Regions from separate parts of the Drosophila melanogaster genome. Here regions 2 and 3 are each linked to region 1. The links are chromatin contacts, called in public targeted proximity ligation maps. All regions are on one chromosome and are shown on one strand. The core of a region is the stretch at or near the end of the contact, and the rest is flanking DNA. Distances in the headings are between cores, read along the strand shown.

Region 1 (3,996 bases), core at 855-3,354:
AACGCGACTTAAAAAATACATATAACAAAAAGGCAAGAAGACAAAATCACGGCCAAAGGAGAAGGCAGCGAAAGATAAACAGAATGCGGATCGATTTGACTCCTCTGCGCCCCCTCTCTTTCGCACTAAAACGAGTCCTGCGCACAAATACACACACTAGTACGAAAAGGTTTTGGCGCAAAAACAAAAAATCTAAAGTAAGCAAGGCTATTCCCTGCGCTTCACCTACTTCTTCGGCAGCGCTGCACTTCTCTGCCTCTCTCCCTCTCTCTTTCTGCTGAGAAATCTCAGCGCCGCGCCTCCTGCCTCCTTCTTCCTTGCTCCTGCCCCCACCCCCTCCCTGCTCGTTCGTTCCTCGCTCTCCTCTCCCTCTTTCTTCCTCAGCTCGTGTTCTGGAATTTGCGCGCGCACGTTGTGAACGCTCCTTCTATCCTTCCCCACCCCCTCCTACATTCCCCTTCCCCCATCGCACACACACACACAGCAGGACTAATTCGGCCTCCCTGCTGTTCATATCCTTCGCTCCTGGGCCCGATCAGCTGATCGAACATATGAGAGAGGGAACCGCTATCCCTGTCTAACTGTTTCTTCGTCCTGCATTCTAATCAGTATCTGTGTGCGCACCTCTTCTCTACTTCTCTTCCATTCGCACCTTATGTACCACGGGACTTCCCCTGTCCATACCATTGCCCCTGCGTTTTGTTAGGGGAAAGGGGAAGAGTAGGGGAAAGAAAATTGCATACAAGAAAATCTTGATATAAGTCGAAAGAATTGAGAAGATAATATATGCAATATACTAAGATAATTATATTGCTAAATAGTGTGCACTTACCAGTATGTACTATGCAGATTTATCTGAAATAAATTAATAATTAAATTATAAATAAATTGCATTTCAATAGCTTTTAGAGGGATGTTGAAAATTTGCGCTTTTTGTATCTCTCACCTAGACATCTGATCGCTGGCCCCTCTTTGCGCTTCCTTCTAATTGCATTGCATTGTCTACCACACACAAACACACGCGCGCGAAAACTGGGACCGCCCAGCCTTTAACCCATGCCTGCCCACCGCACCACCCTTAACCCTTTTGGCAGTGATTTGCGAAAAGCGCGCGCGCACAAAAGTATCTCAAACGCTTTTTTCGCACACTTTGCAGGCATTTTAATGCACAGACGACCGAGAAAAAAATAAAATAAGAGCCGATGCTCAAAGCTCACTTCTTGGAATTTCGATTTACAATTTAGCTCTTCACTTTTTGCTGGTCCTGTGATTTTTTTTGTTCGTTATGCTGTTTTTGAGGTCCCCCGCTATTGTTGTGCCCCATTCCCATTTCCATTCACATTGTTGCTGCAATTTCTTTCTCCGCAGCCTATTCTCATTCTTTATCAAATTTACCCACTCACACACGCACACACACGTGTGTGAGTGTGCTTTTGCATACGCTTTTGATTCCGCTTCCTCCGCTTTGCCCTTTTTCTGGAGCCCGGCGATATCACGGTGGTATTATCTGAAATCCATAATTGCGAGGCTATAATTGGAATGAATAAAAGCATAAAAACTGGATAAGAATTTGGTAAGTAAAAATGAAAATAGCAGAACAACTCGAGCTAGAAACTACTTTTAAATAGTAGTAGTAAGTTCACAGATTTACCTCTAGTATATGTATTTTGCCACACTGTGCGCTCGGATCGCTATGAATGAGATTGGTTCTGAGCTTTTTCCTTCCCTATGCGCTTTTTTAACTTGTTCAAAACCACTTTATGATTTCTGCGTCCTTCTCGTCGTTTTGTGCTGGTTGTTTTCCATAAAGATGATCCTCTCGGCTCTTCCTGCAGCAACAACAAAAGCTGGCCAAAGGAATTCAGCGGAATGAAACCGTAGCTCATTTGGTTGGTGGCTTCGGCTGTGGTTGGTCCCGAAATCATTTACTTTCGCCTGCTCTTCAAGCGGTGTGAATGATATGGCCTGGTTGCACTGGCCTGTCCTTCATTTGTTTGCCGCGAACCTTACAAAAACACACTCGAACTGCACAGCACAGCCCATGGGTGTTCGCAAACCCCCAACCCTCCTTAGTGAACCCCTCGGATCCTCCAGAATGACTCCCGCAGGGCATCGGCGCATATGTAACTCGATTTTTGCTTTAACTTTGCCGCGATTGCACACAAACGAGGGGCTACAGTGGAGCTTCGGCGTGGGCAACTAGTCTGAGCTTCACATTATCGATTATTGGTCATATCGCATGGTTGACATCATGATTTTCCACGTGTTTGCTACTGTTAGTAGTAGTTTATCTAGCTTAAGATCTGTGTTTGTACGGATTCTCATTAAAGACACACGGTCCATCGTGTAGAGTGCTACCTGTGAATGGATCTCTGTGGCTGGAAGCTTTGCTCATTTAACGACATTGGCGTCTACGTCTGCAGAACACAAAGGAGCCACGCCCCCTCCACGACCGCCCATCCCGCCGGTGCGGCGATCATATGACTGCGGCCACTACCTGCTGATATGTAGTTTTCAGGGAGGGGTTACAAGGGGGGACAGGGGGCAGCAGGAATGCGTGGATCTCACATTATTACCTGCAAACGACACAATCGATGCCGCCTTGAAATTCTGCTTAAAGATTCGCGCAGTTCTTCAGCGTTTCCTCTTCGCTTCTTGGGGCTCCACACTATTTTCACATGTGTTCGGTTCGGAGCCTCCTCGGCTCCACTTCGGCTCCAATTGTGGCGACTTCGGATCCCCTTCGGCGGTACGCGTCGCGGTATAAAAGCTCGCGCGCCAAAATCAGTGGCCTCCATAGAGCTGGCGACCACCAAGGCGCCAGATTCTCCTCGTTTCTCGGGACATTGGTATTCGGTGCGGGATTTTGCGATAGGGGAAGTGCAGGGGAAAGGATTCTACCTGTTGCCGGCACTCTTGTGCTCCACATGAGCAGAGATTTCCAAAACTGAGTCCATATGATCCTGATTCTCCCATTTTCCCAGTTTTCCTTTTCGCATCGCACATGGCTCTGGCCCCGTCCCCGTTATGTGTGTTGGTGTCGCTCGTTGCCCGTCTCCCTTCCTCTTCTATTGGCACTTCTGGGAAGGATAGGAAGGAAAGGATAGGATGGGAAGGCAAAGGAAAGGAGCTGAGAACTAAGAGCTAAAGAGCGAAGCAGAGAGAACAAAAAACGCGCGCCATCTCGCTCGCGCCCATTAGCTCATCAGCTGATCGTGATCGGCCGGGGTGCGGTTATAAAAACCAGCTGCTCGGCATATTCAGCACATTCGTTCTCAGTTCGTCGTCGAGTCAACAGCTCTTCTTGTTCAGCCTTTCGGTTCCTCGTTCGGTGAATTGAGATTGTGCGGTTCAAATTATTGAAGAAAAAGAAAAACCTCGCACAACCACACTCCGAAATACAAAACAAAAAATCATGCTCAAACGGACACATTAACAAAAAAAAAAAACAAAAAAACCTAAATTAACTAAAATGCAATACTAGCCAAAAACCAAGGACTACCATCTCAAATTCTAAAAACAAACTGTAAATGAGTGCAGAGTGACCAAGAACAAATTGTGTTTTAGCAATTTCTTCGGCTTCAGACTCGCCAGCGAAATCAAACATCTTCGGCTCTTCGAAGCAACCAACGCAACACATAACACAACAAAACCAACAAAATGCTGTGGGAAACTATTGTGGAGGAAAACAACTGCAGCATGGATTGCAATATCAGGTAATTATGCCGCCCAAGGATTAGCAACAGCAAACCCCTTTTGCACCAGGAATACCAGTTGAAAATACGCGATAAAAAGTGCAAGTTCAAGAGCAACAGCAACAACAGCAAAGCAAAAAAAAAATACAAAAAACAGAAATGTAAACGATGGGGCCAACAAAAGTAAGAGTTCTTTTTATCACGCTCGGCACGTTTGCTTTTTGCCCGATTTTTATTTTGGCGCTCAGCTGTTGTTTTGTTGCTCGCTTGCCGTTTTTCATTCATTAAACCGGCTTCCGCG
Region 2 (3,996 bases), core at 579-3,078, 510 kb before region 1:
GGGATGAGGGAGATGGCCAATCATAATGCCGCCTTGTGCACTTGTGTAACTGTATGTTACACTGAGCGCAAATCCGATTACTAACGCACAGGGAAGTCGAAGACTACTGAGCATCTATTAGGAAAGAGTTTCGTATATAAAACTACTTCCTTCGACTACCTCGAATATCGGATACCCTCGAATGACAGACAAGCAATAGTCCCTTTTATCGTACGCACTTAACTAGTCCACTCACTTGTCTGCCCATTTGAAGGGATGCATAATCCTGTCGCTGATGCTGTTGCTGCTGCTGCGACTGATGCTGCTGTTGCGTCTGGTGCTGCTGATGCGCCGCTGCTACTACCACTGCTGCTGTTGTGGTGGTGGGCGCCAGGAATTGCTGCTGCTGCTGCTGCTGGTTGCACTGGTAGAAGTGGCTGTTGGATTGGGATGTTGTTGCGGGCACTAGATGCTGCTGCTGCTGCTGTTGCGTGTAGTTGTTGTAATTGTGTTGCATGTACTGCGTTTGCTGCTGCTGCTGCTGCGGCTGTTGCGTCAATTGCTGATTGTAATTGACATTCATGCTGTTATTGTTGTTAATGTGGTGCTGCTTGTTGCAATCGGTTATCCAGGGGGCACGCAGTTGTTGCTGCTGCAGCTGCAACATTGCGTTGTTTCTGCTGATATTCGCATTGTGCGTGGTTGCCCAAATATAATTATTATCGGGCGAATTGAGCTGCTGCTGCAGCTGCTGCTGATGCTGCTGCTGATGTTGCTGCAGCAGTTGATGCTGCAGTTGCTGCTGCTGCTGCAATGCGTTGTTGTTGTGCTGCATCTCGGTGGCCTTTAGTGCAATCATTCAACGGGCAACAAATTGTCAGCGTTTATCACAAGATGCTGCAATTTCCTGCTCTCCTTTGTTTGTTTCTTACTCTTGTTATTTTTTGCGAACTTATTTTTGGCTTGATTTATCTCTGCTTGTGTTTTGTTTGCCGCACTTACTACATGTATTTTAATTGTACGAAACTTAGTAACACGCTTTTGTTTGGCTATATGTAATTTTTGGCAATTGGTTTGGATTGAGGGGGTTTGTTAAGTATTATTAAGGCTTAATGCAGGCACTTTACGTTAGAAATTCACTAGTTAGTCTCAAAATATTTGTAAAAAATGTTTCACCATATATATATTTTTAGGTTTCTCAATTATTTGCATACTAAGTTTACAAGTTTACAAGTTTGGCTGTATTTTATAGTAGTATTAAATACTTTTCCTTATTGACTCTAGTGACTTTTGGTTTTAGTTCCCGAAAACTCCAAAGATATTTACACAGAAAGTTTTGCTGCTTGCGACTGAGTTCCTGGCAATTTCACGCTGATGAGTCAACCGCTACATCACTTTGCATATTTTTGAACAGCGCTTTATTAGGTTCGCGATCGATTGTCCTCGGATGGCCACTCCGATCGATTGGCAATTTTCGATATGCGATTGGCGATCAGCACGTGCGGGCCAAGTGGCCGGGTAACGGTAAACGAGGCGTAAACAAACACCGAATCGGGCAAACAAACACGGATTAAATTACGTGATTTAGCCATAAACAGGCGACGGAATCGAAAAAACCAGACACTGCATGTTCTTTTTAGACACACATATGTACATACGTAAGTACTAGCTTTTCGCTAGCCAGACATCCATTTGCTTTTGTTATTTTTCGAATTAAATCTTTCACAGCACGTTCGCATTCACCAACTCGCGTTGTTCAATTCGAATTATTTGGTTTTTCAGAGCCAGGACCGAACCGACTGACTGGGGAGGCAAGACGTCCACACGGCAGCGCGGCAGAAAGTGTATTAAAACTCAAAATGAAAATTTTGATAAACCTGCGCTCAAAGGCGCACACACACAGGCGCACGCACACAGGCGTACGGCCGAAGGCGGCCGACGCGATCCGAAGTGCAATCGCGATCACTGTGTTTTCGTTTTTCGCGTTCGTTTTTGGGGGCTTTCAATATTTTACTCGCTGCGCTGCGAAACCAGGTAAAAACTGCGCTGAAAGGCTACTAAATGCGAAAACCCAAACAATAAAAACAAAATATAACACACACGAGCCGAAGAAACAAATTATTACGAGGCGCGTTTTATTTCGGCTCTTTTCTCCCTGCGTTCTTCTTCTTCTTTTTGTGACTAATCGCATGTGCGCGGGGTGGTCCAGTATTTGATTTTCGCCAACACCTCTGCCTACCGACACCTATGGTACCCTCTAATGAGATTTAGGGCCAATTGGCTGAACTAGCCGATCCGCTCCGTTCGCTCGTCCATAGATCACTGCGAACTGCGGACTGTCGCCGTCGCCGTCGACGTCGCACAACTATGACTAATCCCCGCTGGCACGCGGCGGTGGCTCCAACTACAATAACAGTATGTAGAACAGCCACAGCCGCAGCAGCAGCGCCGCACACAACAAGAACAACATCAGCGGGGGATGGAAGACAACAACAAGTGCGATCGGAAGACGGCAGCTTTTCAGGAGCAAAACATACAGGTCAAGATATGCAGACTAATCCCATCCTAATTGGAAACACACACTATTTATTCGGGTTTTTTTTATTAATACCAAGCTGACTTGTTACATTTAACCTTAGGCAAATATGTAGATGGGCAGCTAATAGGAGTTTAGGATAATATTAATAATAAGTAGCTGCATTACTACCGTTTAATTTTGTATGCATATCTGCTTATATAAATAAGTATTCTTAGGTCCCTCTTTTATCTGAATTAAGAGATAAGTTATAGTTACTTGCTTATAGATAGAGCTTTCTAGATACAGAAAACCCATTGCATACTACCAAGCGCCTTATCATGGATTTCGAACCACTGACTCGAAAACGAAACATGAAATCCATGCTAAATTAAACTTAAAATTGAATCATCATCTTAAGCACACGTATAAGGAGATTTTACTATATATAAAATCTTTTAACATATATCAAATTTGGCCCCAAAATAATATATGAAATAAAGTTATATTCAGCCTTAAAATAGCTGAATCGCTCAGCACTGCCTATCAACCCCCCCTCACAAATGTTCAAAATTTTGTTTTGCTGATTTTTAATCTATGCAACAACAACAGCAAAGAGAACAACAACCACAAAGGGGATCACAAAAATATGCACGACGTGCCCACTTTTTTGCAGCAGCGAAATTTGTTCTTGTTTTTACCTCTGCTTGTTTTCTGTTGTTGTTGTTACTGTTTCCTTTATGCGACACCTTGCGAAAATGCAAATGATCCTGGCACACACACACATGCGGACATGCACACACGTGCACTAACAGTTTGGTTTGTCACGCTCTCTGCGCGCTGCCTCGCTCTCTCTCTCTCTCTCCCTCTCTCTTTTACCTGTGCGAATGTTAATTGAAGAATTTATTGTTGTCTCATTGTTGTATTGTTGTATTTCAGCCTGGCGACGGCGGCGGCCACTTTTTTTCTTCAAATTTTATTTGTCGGGTTTAATTATGACAACAGCAGCAATAACAACACCAACCAGCCAGCGCCAGCCGATCATTGACTTTTCTGCTCTGGCGTCACATAGTTTTTGTTGTTGCCCGCTGTTTCTGTCGCTGTGGTTCTTGTTCCTGTTGTTGTTATTCCTTGCTGCTGGAAGTTGTTTTTGGCAAAAGAGAGAAAGAGTGAGAGAGGGATAGGCGAGAGGGTGGGGGTGGCCGAGTGGGAGTTGGTGGACGGAGAGCGGGAGAGCGGAATGAACTTTGGGCCGGTTACCGTTTAACTTTTGCGCTTGACAACAAAAGGGAGAAAGGGTACACAGCAAACAAATTAGAGCAAAAATGCAAATATAAAAAAACAAAATACTATTTTGTAAATGATTAAACTTAGTGAAATTCGTCATACGCTTAATGACTCACGATAAGAATTTTTAATACGATATGCTTGAAAGTTTATACAAACTTATTTCTTGTTTTAGACTATTGGTTAATAAAAATCTTTTGATCGTTAAGGGTTTT
Region 3 (3,996 bases), core at 647-3,146, 480 kb before region 1:
CCTTTTACCCTTCATTTCTTATACCCGTCACGCTTCCACCCATACAAATTTTAGGCGTACAAAAAATGACCAGAGAACTGCAGCCCGCATACAAAAAATGACCTGCGGCCGATCGTTGACTGTGCGTCCACTCACCCATACGGCTCTTGCGCAGCAGGCCTCGGGTGGTTTTTTTACTCGTAACAAAAACACAACGTCGGTAAAACACTCGAGTATTTTGTGTTGCCGCAAGTAGGGTGTCAAAAAAAACGGGGTGCCTAGAGTACCGAGTGTTTATCGGGTGGACGTAGAGTGCGAGTGGCGGGCTGCAGTTCTCTGGTTTCAACGCTTAAATGACCCTGAATATTCGGCGATGTGAATGTAAACATTTAAACAGCTGATTGCGAAGAGAAAGGTTCTGCAAAAGCAAAAGAAATATAGAAAGAAATAGAGATGGAAAGAGAGCAATAACCAGCTGAGGGTACAGTTGTAACTGCCTATGAGTGATGGTCTAAAAATTTTAATTCGTGAATTTACTATTTATATATATTAATAAATATTGAATTTCCCAAATGTAAAGGCAATGTGCATGTTTCTGCTAACCAATCTTTACTGCTCTTCGTACGTTTCTACAATTAAATAACACAAACGTAACGTAAGGCGGTTACGTTACGTGGCCACGATGTATTTGGGAGTCTGGTACATTTCGTAGGCGAATTCCTCGCGGTGACTGGGATCGTACTCCAAACCCACATAGTCTATTTCCAGGCCAAACGGGCCATCCATTCCCTTCTTTGCGGCAACGGAGAATCCGAAGTGGGTTACCCTGTTCAGCGGTATGGCGCCCTGGCGATCCTGGACACGTCCCTTGGAAGACAGGAAGAACTTGGAGAAGGGAATCTTCGCTATCTGCCAGTGGGGACCTCCGCGCGTGTACAGAACATAGTGGTAGATGTCGTTCCACATCAGGTCGAAGTAGCCTTCGGTATGCAGGTTGATCAGGTAGCTGCGTCCATCGCCTCGCACCTTCATGACCAGCATGTTGTACTGCGTCCAGTCATAGGTGGTCTCGCGCTTAAAGGATTTCTGAGGATAATGAGGCTTAGTATCGTTACATCCAATTTGAAATCAACAATAAACTCACCCGCACTCTCTTCGTGCGAATGTTCGCATATCCCGTCCTTTTGATAATGCCATCCTTGGTGTGATCCGAGTTGACTTGGCCATGGAAGAGTCCAGCACCGGCTGCACTTAGTTCCAGAGTCGCAGTACTCTTGCCCTCGCCGTGATCCGCATCGGTGGTCACCGTCCACTTGTCCAGCACATCCGGCGCCTTGAAATCGAACACCACATCCGTTTCACCCGGCCGGAAGACCAGGATGGGATCACTTTCGAACTGCTCCTTGACTTCCTGGCGCCACAGCTTCATCTCCTCCTTGAGGTCCCTCAAGCCGTCCATGATCATCTGCTTCTTCGAGGGTTCCGGCAGCTTGGTCTTGTAGCCGGACTTTTTCTCGCGCTCCCAGAATGTCCTGTGCACGGCGGTGGTGTGGATTTGCTGCTGGACAGCCGGAAGGCAGCAGCCCAGGCGGAGTCCTTGTCGCAGGAGACTATTCATCGTGGCATTGGTTTAGGTTGAAGTAAATCTTATTTCTCTAGCAGCCTGTGCAGCAAAACAACGTAACAATAATCAGCTGGCCCAGTTGCCATTCTCAGCGAAACAGCAGTGCACAGTAGATATTCGATAGAAGATAAGCACAGTTGAAATGTAATAATGAAAGTCAAACTTACATACTTTGCCCACTTGATGTTACAATAATTATTACTTCCCATGTGGCTCACTTTTGTATTCTTCCTTACACTTAGAATTCATTTTCTTTCCTCTTAACTAAGCTCCCCTGTGCCTTATTCGCAGTGAATGACAATCCCGGTTTTGTTGTCATTGCTAATCATTTTGCATTCGGCTTGGAGTTCAAAGGTTTGATCATCGAATCGCGTCGGTTTGGGAAAATGAAGGTGCAGGACATGGACAAATGTGCTCCCAGCAGCGACTGGAACGTTCTTTACTGGGTGCTGGGCACGGTCCTGATGCCGGTGGCACTTCCACTGGCCATCATCAACATTTGGCAGCGATTCCAGGCCCAGAAATTCCGCAATCAATTGCCCGGCAAGGTGACGAGTTTAACTTAATGACTGATTAGCCCGGTAATTATGTAAACCATTTGCAGGTGGTGCTCATCACGGGGGCCAGTTCGGGCCTGGGCGAATCTCTGGCCCACGTCTTCTACCGCGCTGGATGCAGGGTTATTTTGGCGGCACGTCGCACTCAGGAATTGGAGCGGGTTAAGAAGGACCTCCTCGCATTGGATGTGGTAAGTTCGGGACCCGTAGGTTATGTGGTTCGCATTATAATGCACTAACCATTTCAGGATCCCGCTTATCCGCCGACAGTGCTTCCCCTGGATCTGGCTGAACTGAACTCCATTCCAGAATTTGTCACCCGGGTGCTGGCCGTGTACAACCAAGTGGACATACTCATCAACAACGGAGGGATCAGTGTGCGAGCCGATGTGGCATCCACGGCAGTGGATGTGGATCTCAAGGTGATGGTGGTTAACTACTTTGGCAGCGTTGCCCTGACCAAAGGTAACTAATAAACCCTTTATCCCGGAAAGTCAACTTACTCTTGTACGCATTCTTAGCTCTACTTCCTTCGATGGTGAAACGTGGTAGTGGTCACATATGCTTCATTAGCTCTGTTCAGGGAAAGTTTGCCATTCCCCAAAGGGCTGCCTATTCCGCCTCGAAACATGCCATGCAGGCTTTTGCCGATTCCCTGCGAGCCGAGGTGGCAAATAAGAACATAAACGTGTCCTGCGTGAGTCCTGGCTACATACGCACCCAGCTGTCCTTGAATGCATTGACAGGATCGGGAAGCAGTTACGGCAGTAAGTGATTTACCCTTTATATTCATATGAAAGCTAATTTCTATCTCCATGTCTGCAGAAGTGGATGAAACCACGGCCAAGGGCATGTCACCGGATAAACTTGCAGAACGCATTCTGCAGTGCATTCTTCGCAAAGAACCGGACATTATTGTCAGCGATGTCCAGGCCAAGATCGCCTACTATCTTCGTCATCTTTGCCCGAGTCTCTACTTTTGGATCATGGCCAAGCGCGCCGTCAAACTGGAGAATGCTGAGAAAAAGTCCACTTGAGCTTAGAGTATGTTAAGTCACACGTCCTTAAGTATTAGTTTCATTTTTATTGTTAATTGAATTTCGCTTAAAATGAGGAAATTATAAAGTATCGCATATGTGTGTGTTTGGGTTAAAAATTAGTTACACTCGTGTTATTGCCTAACGATAAGATTAATAAATAATGTATTGTAGTAATCGTAACATAAAGTACAACTGAATTGTCACACATGTGCTTGTTGTTCGCTCGTCTTTAAAAATGTTAATCGTAAAATTCTAGTATTCACTTCTTTGCTCTTCGGTTTTTGTTTTGTTCGATACACTTAATTTCGTTTGTGTTTCATTCGATTTCTTAAAGACATTTACGCGTTCTTTTCTTAATTGACAAAATTACATATTATTCATTTAGGTTCTTGGATGGGTGATGCGGTCTTGGGCAACATTTAAAACTGGCCATTAACTAGGGGTAGACGATGGTTTCGTGGGGAGTCGGGAGACGTACATACGTGTTTATAATTCATTTAGCTAAATTATAAAAATAGCATTAATCCATCTCGTGAAAAGTATAAAAATTAATTACAATTGAGGTACACAATACACATACAGATTTAAAAATCGGTTGCAGTTTTACAATTACATTAATATTTATGTATATTTAGATTAAAATCAATCGGTTTCTTATGTACAATACACAAAAATTGTTCTTTTCGCGCTAAATAGTCTTTTTGTCACGCTCAAAATACTCCGCTCCATTCGCTTAGACAATAATCATTTGCATTTAAGTATATACAGTACACACAAACATTGGCAAAATTCGTCT

What was found.
Region 2: a contact with region 1 is called in a targeted proximity ligation map of the Kc167 cell line, with 3 times the contacts expected there. A contact is called at or near these places in 7 of 107 Hi-C or Micro-C datasets (the Kc167 cell line, the ML-DmBG3-c2 cell line, the S2 cell line and 3 more) and 2 of 7 datasets of targeted methods (both in the Kc167 cell line).
Region 3: a targeted proximity ligation map of the Kc167 cell line shows a contact between it and region 1, with 2.7 times the contacts expected there. A contact is called at or near these places in 2 of 107 Hi-C or Micro-C datasets (embryo and wing imaginal disc) and 1 of 7 datasets of targeted methods (the Kc167 cell line).

What each region holds. Positions count from the first base shown.
Region 1 is chr3R:29,254,593-29,258,588 of dm6, reverse strand. It overlaps CG45544, which reads right to left and starts at 2,104. Exons shown (of 2, transcript NM_001300653.1): 1 at 1,652-2,104; 2 at 1,164-1,507. The coding sequence starts at 1,925. The coding sequence ends at 1,692. stg (string) reads left to right here and starts at 2,789. Exons shown (of 2, transcript NM_001276137.1): 1 at 2,789-3,716. The coding sequence starts at 3,661.
Region 2 is chr3R:29,763,827-29,767,822 of dm6, reverse strand. kay (kayak) reads right to left here and starts at 1,828. Exons shown (of 3, transcript NM_001032408.3): 1 at 236-1,828. The coding sequence starts at 838.
Region 3 is chr3R:29,734,645-29,738,640 of dm6, reverse strand. CG7601 reads left to right here and starts at 1,896. Exons shown (of 5, transcript NM_143460.4): 1 at 1,896-2,151; 2 at 2,208-2,351; 3 at 2,409-2,625; 4 at 2,682-2,927; 5 at 2,986-3,372. The coding sequence starts at 1,990. The coding sequence ends at 3,197. It overlaps CIA30 (Complex I intermediate-associated protein, 30 kDa), which reads right to left and starts at 1,676. Exons shown (of 2, transcript NM_143461.4): 1 at 1,124-1,676; 2 at 571-1,065. The coding sequence starts at 1,597. The coding sequence ends at 649. It overlaps Kul (Kuzbanian-like), which reads right to left. Exons shown (of 9, transcript NM_143459.3): 9 at 3,281-3,996. Gnpnat (Glucosamine-phosphate N-acetyltransferase) reads right to left here and starts at 366. Exons shown (of 6, transcript NM_001276150.1): 1 at 327-366.